Regions from separate parts of the Gossypium hirsutum genome. Here region 1 is linked to region 2. A link is a contact called in public Hi-C data. All regions are on one chromosome and are shown on one strand. Each heading gives the region's core, a stretch centred on a gene start, on an enhancer-like site or on the middle of the called end of the contact. The rest is flanking DNA. Distances are from core to core; before and after follow the strand shown. Region 1 holds the start of TRNAH-GUG (transfer RNA histidin (anticodon GUG)). Region 2 overlaps LOC107893850 (a long non-coding RNA gene).

Region 1 (7,137 bases), core at 4,209-6,708, 140 kb after region 2:
TCAAGCAATTTAATACAATTCATTCGAACATCAAAAGAGAAGCTCAAGGTACTTAGCCCATATATACATTAGACACTAGAGTCACATATGTACGAAATCACGAATCGAATTCAACATACTAGCTAATATTTCCCCTTAGCCGAATTTTCTAAGTCAAGCTAAAGCCATCAATAGGCTACCTATGGCCGAACATACACATAACTTATGTACTTATTCATGTGGCCGAACATACATGTCTATGTTGGGGCCGATTGCATCACAACACCATACCATTTCAATTTTTGGTCATGGTTAAACAAAGAACTTAATGTCTCACTCAAAAATGCTAAAAAGAAGATTCAAGAATCATCAATCCACCATCACATGCACCATTACAAAGCTTCACTTTTAGCATGCAAATGATATCAACACCAATCCACCTTGGCCGAATATCATCTCCATGACATAGTAAAGATTTGAACCATGGGCTATTTAGAACTCAAGCTAACTACTAAAACATGCATGCATCTCATGGAACATCATCAAACATACCTTAGTCTATCAAACCACCATAGCCGATTTCCTCAAAGCTCTTTTTCCTTCTTTGTCTTTCTCCTATTCGGCCAAGAACAACATGAGAGCTTTTCTCTTCTTTTTTTTTTTGGTCATGCATGAGAATGATGAACACATTTTTTTCTCTTTGTTTTCTTCTTTCAATTTCTTATTAGTTTATTGCCCATGCTTCTTATTTTATTCTTCCATTAACACAACATGTTTCATGACATGTTTTGCCCATGCTTCTTATTTTATTCTTCCATTAACACAACATGTTTCATGACATGTTTTGCCCATGCTTCTTATTTTATTTTTCCATTAACACAACATGTTTCATGACATGTTTTGCCCATCATCCCTTGTCATGGCCGGCCACTAGTACTTAAATGGGGGGAAATTGACATGCAAGTCCACCTCTTTGATTACATGCACTATTAGGCCACTTGCATTTGCCTAGCACATTTCTAAATTTTCTCACATAAGTCCTATAAACTAAATTCACATGCAATTAACTAAATCGAAGCTTAAAACTTTCACACATTTATATTCACATATTTTAGGCAATAATTATCACATTCAAATAATTTGGTGACTCGGTCTAGCGGTCCCGAGACCGCTTTCCGACTAGGGTCACTTTAGGGCTGTCACAGCTAGAGTGCATAAGAAAGCGAGCAAATCTAGAAAGGAAATAGTAAGTTTTGTTAACAGCTATATATTAGAGTTAGACGAGAGTGATAAAAAAACCCAAAAAACTCTTTCGTTACTAGTAAATGGAGACGTCCACCTGACCAGGTTGTGAAGATTAATTTTGATGCAGCATATGATGCGAGAACTTGTCAATCGGCAGTAGGAGTTGTGGCAAGAAATAATGAAGGAGGTGTTCTTTTATCGTGCTCAGCGATTCATCAACGAGTTGCATCTGCCTTCGCTGCTGAGGCACTCGCGTGCCGGACACGACCTAGATCGGTATTGACATGCAATGGCAAAAAATTATTATTGAAGGAGATTCCTTGTCAATAATAAAAAAGTGCAAGGAAAAAAGCCCAGATAAGTCCTTGGTAGGTGCTTATATTCATGATATTCATTAGCTTTTGTTAAAGTATAAGGAGTGTAGGTTTGAATACATCCCACGAATAGCAAACTGTTTAGCGCATTCTTTAGCAAAAGAAACATTGAAGAATCAGGAGGAAGTTTACCTAGTAGGAAGCGTTCTAGAATCGGCAGAGAAGCAAGCGAAATGGGATAGGGCGAGAGAATCAGATTGAAAATGAAAGGAAGAAAGTGAAAGAGGGGAGTTTGAAGCGGGATACCCATGGATTTGATGGAAAAATGCTCCCCTTGGGAATATGGAAGAGTCTTGATGAAGAAATGTCCGATGAAGGGACAAGACGGCAATCGTTTAATTCTGATTGGGTAAGAAAAAGACGTAATTAATGTGCTTCTAGAGATATTTGACCTTTTTTCTATTTTTTGATTTTTTTTACAGGCTAATCTCTTACTTTTGGGCCTTTTTTTTTGGGTTTTTGCATTTAGGTTAAGTTCTATTTTCACGTTACTATTGTTTTTTGGGCCAAGTTTTACAGCTGGGCTCCTTTATGTTTTACTTTCTCTTTTAGTTTATACTTTGTATTTATTAAGTTATTTCCATAAAGCCCAATTTGATTCAACAAAAAAAATAATAATATGATAAGGTTGGAGGATTTGAAATTAAGAAATAATATATATGCCGATTTGAAGGGCAGGGAGTATTGCTAAAAGAATATAAATTATACATGCTTCAAACACCACATCTTGTGGCTGTAGTTTAGTGGTAAGAATTCTACGTTGTGGCCGTAGAGACCTGGGCTCGAATCCCAGCAGTCGCATCAATTTTTTAATTTTTGTTGCTTTTAATCAAGCCAGCATTCTTGCTGACCATTGGTCTGCTAATTCTATCACAGTATATGGTTAAGTTTTGGAACCTCTCATAAATCTCACATTCATGCAAATGCAACTTCCTCACTCTCTTGGAGCTCCCACAACTGTCTCAGAATAACATGCCCTTCTGCTTATGCTCCCCTTGTTTTCCTCCTTGCCATGGAAGTATTTTATCTTCTTTAGAAACTATGGGTTCAAACGTAAGTGTCAAATACGAAAAAGTATCTAATTCGAGTATAATCAATTTTTTGGTGGAGCATAAGGATGTTCAAATATATTCTTTCCTGCTATCTTCTACTTCTAATGATTATCATATCTGCAGTTCTTATGAGTTAAGCCTTTTTTTTTTTTTAAATTTCTATGGAGTATTGTGGTTCATCCTTTCAAGTGTTTATTTTTTTTTATGCTTATAAGACTGTCATGGTTCTTACAATATTCGGATTACCACACTAAAAATACAGGTGCGCCAATGTTTTTACCTTTGCCGACCATTATTGTCTGAAGAGTGAACCTTTCGTTAATGGTTTTTTCCAAGGGATGTTGGTACTGCTGGAGGAATCAAGACATTCCTGTCTTGTCTAAAGTATAACTTGGGGATCTTTCAATCTTCAAAATAGCACTACCCTCTAAGTTAGGAAAAGACTGTCCCAACCTGACCCGTATGTGATGATTCGGAATTATCTTCTTTGACCATTCACAGCTGCGGGTCTTTCAAATTTTGGTTATTTTTATAGGCCGGGTGTCTCAAATGATTCAACCCCAGTATTCATTTAGAAATTAAGAATTATTAAAAATAAATAAAATATCGGTTTCAAAAATCAATCAATTCTTTTCCTTGCTCTGAACTGGTATACCAGCTAATCTCTCCTTCAGATTATGAAGTTTGGAGCATCTCTCAATTTTTTTTCCTTGGTTCAAAGTAACCTCATTCTTTACATTTGTAAAGGTAGGCCTTAATCATATCAAATAAAAAGAATTTTAAGTAAGCAAACATATTAAACGTATAAAGAAGCTTCTAACTGTTTCTGATTGTTGACAGTTGTGTTCCACATTTGATAAATCACTAATCTGATGCTGAAAGTAACTGTTTGCTTCAATCAATCACAGTTTTAGGCGCCAGTTACTCAATTTTCTACCTCACACGTCAACTTTCTCTCTTCTTCTCAATAATTCTAAACCCATTTTTCATCACTTTTAAATAAAATGAATTTAAGTTTGACTTTTTTTTTAAGTGAAAATTTGAATTCGAGGAAAATAGAATAAAGAGTTTTATCTTCCTTTTTTAAAATTTAATTTAATTTTAAATTTATTCGACATTCAATGTAAATATCAAATATAAAAGACATTTGTGAATGAGATAGTGAGATAACCTCCCACCAGCAGCAGTAGTTGCATGATTCTCATTATAATTGGATGATGACATAAAAATGGATTCCAGGGTGCCATTATCCTTGTGATAAGGCAGTGATTTGAGAACTAAAGATCTTTGTTTTCTATCAGTTTGTTTGCTTTACCTTTTATATTATTATTATTATATATATTTGCTTTATGAGTGAATTATTTTTGTCTGCTTTTGATGCTCCCATTTGATTCTTTTCTAATGCATCTAAAACAGGTTAAATCAAATCATTACAAACAGTGATTCTTTCAACATGACAGCTTCACACCCTGTAATGAATAAAAAAAATGGTACTTTAATCTTACACCTAATTAACTAATGATGGGGTAACAATAAATTGAAACATAGAATTTTTGACTCAAACAGTTTGATATCTCAGTCTCTCATCAATTTTGTTCATCAAAATGGTTATAAATAGGAACTGTCTTTTAACACATGCTAGTAAATGCATGTTCCTTAAACCTGCAATGGCTAATTTACTTTCCCGTTTTCTTAGCAACTTTCCAAGCAACCAAACAAAAGGGAAATCTAACAAATCTTTTTCTTTTTCCTTTTTTAAGGGATGTATGTGTAGCAGATGGCCATTGCTTTCATCTTTTTCTTTATATTAGGTGGTATTAATATTAAAAAGGTAATATATGCACTATCAAAGAAAGAAAAAAAAAAGTATAGCTTCCGTGCTAGGTATCCTAAGCTTTTAAGTGGGGGACTTTTGTTAAGGGAATTTATTCTATTGGCCCAACTTTTTCAATAGAATTAGCAAAATTTTGATGCAAAAGATTAACGGAGCTTATCCCTGTTTAAGGGGTTGATCCGGTTTATGAATTTAGTCGGGATTCGATATGACTTTCGGACAACTAAAGATTTGTAGCTTTTTAAGATTTGGGTATATAATGGTTGATGTAATGGTAATAGTAAACATGATGTTGTTGGTTGAAAGTTTCAGAAATTGCAAAGTGCATGAGCTTTGTTTAGAGATGCTGAAATAAGCTGTTAGTTTCTGTTTGTCTAAGTGACTTTCCAACTACTTGCTGTCAAATAAAAGAGAGCAATATTGAACTATACATGACAATGAAGCCGATGTGCTAGCCTAGGTACAATGAAGTTGATGGATTGGGGAGGGCAAAGGAGAGAAACTAAGGGCATGTGTCAAGTAGGATTCTCATATTAAAGGTCAGGAAAGAAATATAATTTTGTAAAAATAATATGTATTAGATTGATTTTGAGAATTGTATTAACAAGGTCAGATATGAATCATAGTTGAAAATGAATAAAATTTTGAAACTATTTTAATGTTGTTATTTCCGAAAGAGTGACAAACAAATAAGTAAAGTAAAATATTGAAAATAATAATAGGATAATAAATTTTAAAAAATTGAATATGAGAAGAAATACATATTTATATTCAATGATAACATAAGAAAACACAAAGCGGGGACATTGAGGGACATCTATTTTGGAGGGTTGGTAGTGTCTTCTTTTTGCCTTTAAGGGACAAAGGCAGAGCTAAATTCATGTGACTTTGATAATTTAGTGTTCAAAGAGAGAGTTAATAGAGTAGTAGATGGTGCCATCCAAACACACCCAAGTGGTATAAAAAAAGAACAATCATTTCCTACTCATTTGAGGGTATCATGTTTCCTTTGGATCATATGGTCAAACTCTCTTTTTCTAGTCCCACTTGTTTGACTCCTTTTCGGCTCCAAGACCTTGCCTGCCACTTCCTTTTGCTGTTTATTGGATCCAAAGGTTGGTTCTTTCATTCCGCCAACCCAAAGCCATTAGATCAGATGGCAATCCTATTAACTGTAATGCAAATGTTCAATCAGATTTGGTAATTTAGCCCCGTGAGGTGGGGGCAAATTGTGGAACCCTATAATCTTATTTCTCTAAATCTTTGGTTGGAATACAATTTTCATGAGTTTTCACGGGATTTCATGATCTTTCAATTGATTATCTTGATTTTTACATTATATCGTGAATACAATTCAATATTTTTTATACTTGATGATTACTCTAAATTTTGTAACTCAAAAATGTATCTACTCAAGTTCTAAACCAATATTTCCGGATTCTACTTTGTAACTTTAGTAATGGGTAATTATATGGGGATGTCTTGATTTCAAGCCTTAGCATGATGTTAAAAAAAGTTTAACAATAATAAATTTAAGGGTAAACTATAAAAATAATCACTTTTGTTTGCCTCATGTTATATTTTAGTCACTTATATTTGAAATATTGCGTTTTAGTCACTTATGTTATTATTTTGTTACGAAATGATCACTTTTCCGTTAAGTTCCGTTATCTCCCTAACGGTAATCTTACGTGACAGTCCAACTAGATTTTAAATTCATCCGGCTAATACATACTTCATCCGGCTAAATTATGCATTTGATTTACAATTATAATTACGTTCTTCAATCGGGGGAAGGATGACTGTCCTTTGTAATATACATCAATGAAACTTTTAATATCGTACAGTTGTTATTAATACTCGGATTTATAACAAGCCATATGGAATGTTTAGTTCTGTTTTATTTTAATAACACATGAACAATGTCGACATTAATATTTAAGGCAAACTCGTGGATTATAAAGTCAATGAAAGTTGGTAATATTGTAAAGTTGTTTTTAATACTCGATTTTATAACAAGCAAACACCGAGAACAAGAAAGTCTAAAATTTGCCCTCAAAGTTTGCACATTTTTGCATACAAGTCCTTATACAATTTACATTCGTAACCCGGAAGACTATAAGTATATCTGGTAATGCATACTTCATCCGGATAAATTATGCATTTGATTTACTAGTATAATTACGTTCTTCAACCGGGGGAAGGATGACTATCCTTTTTAATATACGTTAATGAAACTTTTTAATATTGTACAATTGTTATTAATACTCAGATTTATAACAAGTCATATGGAATGTTCATCCTCACACTAATATATATAGATAAACTAAAATATATATCTTGTGGAGCAAACTTATAAAGTAAAATTTTCATAAATTATGCGCAAGGTATTCATGGTAAAGACAACCACATGTGAAATTAAAATTGATTACTTTCATTTTGCAGACCAAATCAGCAACCAGCTGAAGTAAAAAAAAAGTATAAATACACGATCAAAGTAATGCAGTGCCTGTTTATTTCTTTCTCTCCTTTTTACAATGCCAATTGAGTGAAAATAATTGTTAACTATGAGACAAAATATTCTGATTTTTCTAGTATGAAATTGCTCATATTATTTGGTAATTAATTTCAAATTTACATGTTTGTTTTATAT
Region 2 (6,698 bases), core at 3,494-5,993:
ATGGTAACTATGTTCTTGCAATCGTTTTGACTGAGTGACGACGTCCGGAAGCCCCGTATGAACCTTAAGAATAGTTAGGATACATATGTCATGACATAGGATTCTGATATATGTGTGCGAGTAAGACCATGGCATCGTTATGTGATTCCAATATGTGTTTATGAGTAAGACCCTGTCTGAGACAGTGGCATCGATATGTGACTACATGTAAGACCATGTCTGGGACGTTGGCATTGTACAACTTGTGTGATTATCTGAGTATCCTATCTAATTCTGAATGGTTCATCGGGCAAAGGTAAATTGGGTACGAGTGTGTATTACGAGTTAAACGGCCAGGTATGAGTTAGTTTGTTGGCTATTAATGATAAGATAAGTTTATACTTGATATTTGTTCGTTCATGTGAAGTTGATATTAATAAATTTAAGTGATGTTGGTATGTGAATTCGGCTTTGTGATTTTAAAAGTTGAGCATCAAGAAATGATTCATAATTATATGCAAGTGTGTGATTATATATATAAATGGCCCTGTTGGTGATATACATATATATATAAATATTTATGCGATATTATATTGTGATTTACTAGCTTATGTAAAAAGTATATGCAGGTTTGATTATAATATAATTAGTTGTTTGGAAAGTTGAATGATAATAAGACAATTTGGCCTTTTGACCATTCGGCCAAAATAATGTCCATGTGCGAATGTATACATGGGGATTTATATACAAGTTTTAAGTTGAGATTAAATGGTATATAGTTTTTATTTACAATGTATCAGCCTAATTGAGTTGAACACTTTGTTAGGTCAATTATTTGCTTATGGCTTGCTAAGTTATAATAGCTTACTGTGTGTATATTTGTTTTTGTTTTTTTTTTAGATTTTGGAAATTAAGTTACAAACTCGGGGATCGTCAGCGAGGCTCATCACACTATCTACTATTTTGGGTACCTTTATAAGTTAAATACGAATTATGGCATGTATAGACTATAGTGTGCTTGACTTGATGAATTTTGGTTTTGTATAAAAGCCATGCAAAAATGGCTAAACCTTTAAGTTGAATTCGGTTATGTTAAGTATGAGCTATGTCTATCTGGGTTTTATAGTTACATGCTAGAATATTTAAAATGTTACGATAGGTATTATATGCTTGAAAACGGTTTGCTTTTTATGTCTAAATTTGGTCTTACATGTTCTTGGTTAAAAGATTTAATGAGCTTGATTGATGATAAAATTGCTAGTGGGAACTTGGATGGGTATGTGGTGTTAGGTGAATAAATTTGATTATGAGAATAAAAGAATAATACGTATTTAGTGTATTATATAATAAATGGTGATAGAAATGTAAAATGTGGAACGATAAAGAAGTGTTGGATAGATATATATTAGCTTAGTTGGTTGCGCAATATGTACATGTTTATTATTAGTATATTTGGTCATAGTGCAATGTATTAAACATTTATATGTGATTACTTATTAAATTATATAATATGATTATATGATTAGACATAGTTACTAAGAATCTGCTTTTAATGTTAAACCATGGATGACATTAAATGATCAATAGTTAAGATTCCAAACTACTATTTTGTCATTTAATACATAACTTTAGGTGTATATATATATAAGTGTATTTTTAATGATGTGTGCATAAAATAGTTAAATTTTGCGAGACTAAATATTTATATTGTAATGATTATAGTAGGTATGAATAATCTTTACTGATTAATACTTAAAGGAATTATATGGAAATGCATTATTATTATCATGAGGTTGTTTCATTTTGTTTTAATGAGTAAGTCATGCAAGTTCGACTTGTCTATTACCTAAGTCGCATATATAGTGGTTTAAGATTTGTATTATGGCTTACTAAGTTCAATATATATATATATATATATATATCTTTGAATGTGATTTGGTGACTATATGAATAATTGTGTAACTGGTATTAAAAGTAGGTTTGATTGATAATAGTTAATATCAGGTTTATTAATGCATTGAGTCAGTAAGCAATTCGTTGAGTTTAGTTGTGACTTATATATGCAAGATATATATCATTATGTCCTGAAATGTGAACTGATTTTATTTTAATTATGAATGAATTTGACTTGAGTGAATACGTATGAATGTTTGGATTTGAACTGTTGATCAGAGATGTTTCATAATCCTAATCCTGCGTCGGATGCGGACTAGGGGTGTTACACGACATTAGCTACGAAATAAAACAATTAAATCACATTAATATTACACATTAAATTTTCACATTAAAATTTCAATTTTCACACTATATTTTACTTATTCTTCAATTTAGTCCCTAAACCAAGATTAATTTTAATCATCACATTTAACTTCTTTTTTTTACTAATTTCACTCTAAACCACATTGCAATTCGACTCTATAATTTAAAAATTTTCACAATTTAGCCCCCTATTGTTCAAAATCAACAATTAATTCCATAATTTACTCATTTTTCATTTCTAACTTAAATATCTATCTATTTAATCCCTAATACTTAAACTATTCAACAATTTCAAAATCTAAAATCTTGAACAATACTAAAAATTACAATATGGGTCGGGTAGCCCTAAATACCGGGATTCTAAAAATATAAAAATGACAAAAAAATGGGACTAAATTGACTAACAAATTGAAATTTGAAAGCTTAAAGCCCTTACGTCGTGTGTTCTCTCCTTTCGCCCTTTATTTTCTTTTTTTCTTTCTTTTTCTTTCTTAATTTTGCATGTTTCCACTTACTTTTATTATTTCTTTTATTATAACTTCAATTTTAATTATTATTATAATAAATATATATACATGCATTTTTACTTAGCCACATTCGGCCACCTATACACAACCATTTACTAAATGGTTTAATTTCCATTTTAGCCCCTTTAGTTTATTTCAATTATAATTCAACTTTTACCCTATACACGATTTAGTCCTTATACTTAATAACTTTTAATTCATGCAATTTCACTTAACCGAAACCTAATTAACTATACAACTAACTTCGTAAATATTTATTATTTACAAGTCCAATTTACGGGAATGGAGCCCCGGAAATATATTTTTCGACACCCTTAACTATCGAGTCGTTATAGTAATTAGATGAGAAAAAGAAGGATATGGATAAGAAATATGAGGGCTATTAAGTAAACCAGACAAGCAAAAGGTTTGTGGAATTATGAACTTCCCTCTCAATGTTCTGGTTATTTATAACCAAAAGCATGTATAAGAAGTTGTGGAAAATTTAAGAGTGGTAAAGGAACCATTCAAGTCCACTAGTGCATGAATGAAACCTGTTGGCATCGAAAGAAGAAAAGTCCTTTAATATTCTCGATGAAGGGATATAAGCCAGTTGTTACCATTAGTGTGTAACCATCAGGGAAGTAGAGTAAGTTCCAAGTCAGTCAAACAACAATCATTTTGTAAATGGCTGATAAGTTGTCATTACCATTGAAATAAAACTCTAGAATTAGAGTGGTAACTCTGGTACCTCAAGGTAGTAGCAAAAATACTCTATGGGCGAGCTTAGTCGCCTTGTGGCGTGAAGGAAGTAGCCCGCTAGATGGGCGAAGTTAGCACAAGAAAAAAAGTAGGAATTACGAGAGTATCCGTTAGAATTGAAATCAAGATGTCAGTCAAGCAGTGTTCGCCTAGAGCGTATGCCAATTTAAGATTGTGAAGAAACTCTATGGATTGGGGGTATCCAACAACGGAATGGTCTGATATTCACAAATTATAGGGGGCAGGTATAAAGCGAATGTACGATTGGATAAGTCATGTCGAGGGTTCCGGTAAGAATGAAAGGTGATTACTATCGTGAACCATATGAGGGCAGAGAAGGGGAATATTTCCTTTGAGTCTTCTTTTGAGGCTGATCGTGAAAAGAAATTTCGAGAATAAAATTTCTTTTAGGTTGGGAGAGTTGTCGCAACCGGTTTTCTTTAAGCCTAGAAGTTAGGAATAATTGAGTGTTAAATTAAAAGAAATTGACGTTTTTTAATGAAAAATTAGGAAAATTTAGTGCCTGATTTGGACATAGTGAAGTTTCAATTTTTGTTCAATTGGATGAGAATCAACTGGTTCTTTAGTGGGAGATAAAATAATTGCCAATGGATGGTTTTGATTTAGTGGGAGATAAAATAATTGCCAATGGATGGTTTTGATATGGTTGAAGACTGTGCGTAAAGGTTTATAAATAGCTAAGAAATGAATTCTCAGGGTGAATTATTCTTAATTCTACTTTATTTTCTTCTCTTATTCATCTGCTTCTTTGGTTGTTCCAAAGAAAAGATAATTACGGGAAGCTCAGTATGGAGCGATAATCATGAGTTTTTAAGTCAGAAAAGTGGGGACTCTAGCGAGCTGATAAGGTTCTAAGTCTTTTGGTGTTCTTTAATTTAAGAAATGAAGTTAAGAATTTCAGAACCTTTGAAGGGTTCTACATGTTTCTGGTAATTGAGTTGCTAAGACATACAACCGCCACAATATTGTAGCAATAGTTTTAGACCATAAATTGTCGAACATGGATACAATCTGTGAAGGTTCCTTCAGATTTCTTGTTAGGCATAGTGCCTATTGATCAAATAAAAATCAAAAGGAAAAAATGAGTTGAAACAACTAACAAACATTAGAATTCATCTACTTTGATAGTTTGGAGCGAAAAAGACAGTCACAGGACCATATGAGTGCACCAACACTCACTACATGTGACATTAAAAGCATGGGCAAATAGATTATAGATATGCTACTTGGACTCAAGTGGTGTGAGTAGAGGCACGCATTTTATATGGGTATGTTTGACTTTTTCTTTTTTGGTAAATTTTTCACTATATTAACCCAACTCTTCATTTTGCCTAAATAACTACTGTCTGTACTACTGTGTTTTAACTACTGTATCTGAATTTATCTCCAACACATGCTCGAACATGGGCATCAAGATATGGTCCTCCAAGAGTCCTCCAAATACATTCAATTCTAGAAAAAATTAAAAATACTCAAGTCAGATGCCTATGTCCAACACTTACACCCGAGTCCGAGTTAACATAACCTTTTCATGTATTTGGAACCTTTTCATGTTTTTGGAGGGTCATATGCTAGATCCACGTCCAGGAATGTGTTAAACATTGATACTTCAAGAAAAATGAAAATTAAAGCAAGACAGGATACAGTATTTAATTTGCATTATTCAGTTTGGTCGATTCCACCGACTGCTAGACAAGTCACCATATTCTGCAGAAAGCGTTATCAACTTGTCAAACGAATTCTTGATAAGCAGAACCATGTTTAACCTTGAATGTACATTTAACAGAATTTTAACAATTTATACAAAGGCACAATTGCTTAAACAAATTCATTAGAAATGAAGTTATATGGTCATAGTTGAACTTTAGGCATTATATCCATAAAAGAAATATGGGTATCAGGTTAAACTGGCATTTTAATCCCCATTTCTCTCAATTTTTTGGGCATTAATGAATGACTTTAAGCCATGGAAGAGTGCATAAGAACATAAAGCATTAACAAGGAATCTGCAGAATTCAACTTTAGTTTCACAAAAATTGCCATCACCTCAAATTATCTTCAACTCCGTGTATGCCAAGCTGATCCTTATGAATGAAAATACTATTAATTTAATAGCATTGGGGCTGGAAGATATCTGCTTTTGAATTCCACTACAAGGTAATCCAAAAATATTTTAAAAGCAACATTTAGAATCAAATAGTTTCCCTACACAATAAGTTTAACCAGAGATCGGTCATAATAGTATAATTAGCATTTAATTTGGATAATTTAAACATGAAGATGAATCCAACATACAGAATGAAGGGGAATATTTATCACAAGAAAATTATTTCGATTCATCAGAGTAAGTAAATTCTTTAATCAACTAATCATGCATGGCTCAACCATCTAGAATTAATCTAAAATTACAAACGTGTAACTCTCGTATCTAAAAAATGAACATCAATAATAGGGGTAAAAACCAGATAAATGTGCCCATAAGTCACTTGGATTCAGCTACAAGTAAAACTCAAATCAATTCAGTCATTGTCAAGTTGAACTCAAGCTTGATAGCCTTACTTGGATTTGGCAAAGAGAAGAAAAAAAAACTCAAATCAGTCATCTTCAAGTTGAGCTCAAGCTTGAGCCATCAAGCGACTTGAACCTTTTATCTTTAGTTAATATTGAAAAATTTCAATTTGAACTCAAGCTTGAGCACAAATAAGTAAGTTTGAACTTGAGCATGGGAATCAAGCTCATTTTTTACTAGGTAAACAAGCCAAATCAAGTGAACTTGAGCAGTTCGATCTTTACACTCAAGTTTTTGAAAAATGAAACTCAATCGAACTCAAGCAGCGCTTTAATCTTCAAAGTTCAAGTTGAGCTTAAGATCGAGCTTTTAAAAACTTTAGCTCGACACAACTCATTTGCACCCCTATTCAAGATCCCATTCTTGTGGAAAAATTATTTCATGAACCATTTCCACAACATCATCAATGATCCCACCAATTAAAACCATCTACCTCGCATACCTTACATTTTTCTGTCCATGTTAGCTTTTTCTTACGGGTGATTACTTGGAATTTTTTATCTGACTATACAAATTCCACAGAACAATTATACTACAATATAGTTTATAATATTCATTGGGAATGCAACATGACCGAAAACTGATGGAACACATAAAATTAC

What was found. Hi-C and Micro-C count contacts between places; a contact is called where the count stands out from the background.
Region 1: a Hi-C map of hypocotyl shows a contact between it and region 2, with 3 times the contacts expected there. The contact joins two enhancer-like sites. A contact is called at or near these places in 5 of 34 Hi-C or Micro-C datasets (hypocotyl, leaf and seedling).

What each region holds. Positions count from the first base shown.
Region 1 is chrA13:56,510,608-56,517,744 of Gossypium_hirsutum_v2.1, forward strand. TRNAH-GUG (transfer RNA histidin (anticodon GUG)) reads left to right here and starts at 2,328; the gene lies at 2,328-2,399. Within about 2 kb of position 5,459, at least 2 of the 9 cell types and tissues checked have an H3K27ac peak or open chromatin away from gene starts, as enhancers often do. A contact at or near this core is called in hypocotyl, where this site is marked.
Region 2 is chrA13:56,367,773-56,374,470 of Gossypium_hirsutum_v2.1, forward strand. LOC107893850 (a long non-coding RNA gene) reads right to left here. Exons shown (of 6, transcript XR_005907564.1): 5 at 5,574-5,677; 6 at 4,887-5,234. Among protein-coding and RNA genes, the nearest start is that of LOC107893850, 5.7 kb to the right of the region's middle. Within about 2 kb of position 4,744, at least 6 of the 9 cell types and tissues checked have an H3K27ac peak or open chromatin away from gene starts, as enhancers often do. A contact at or near this core is called in hypocotyl, where this site is marked.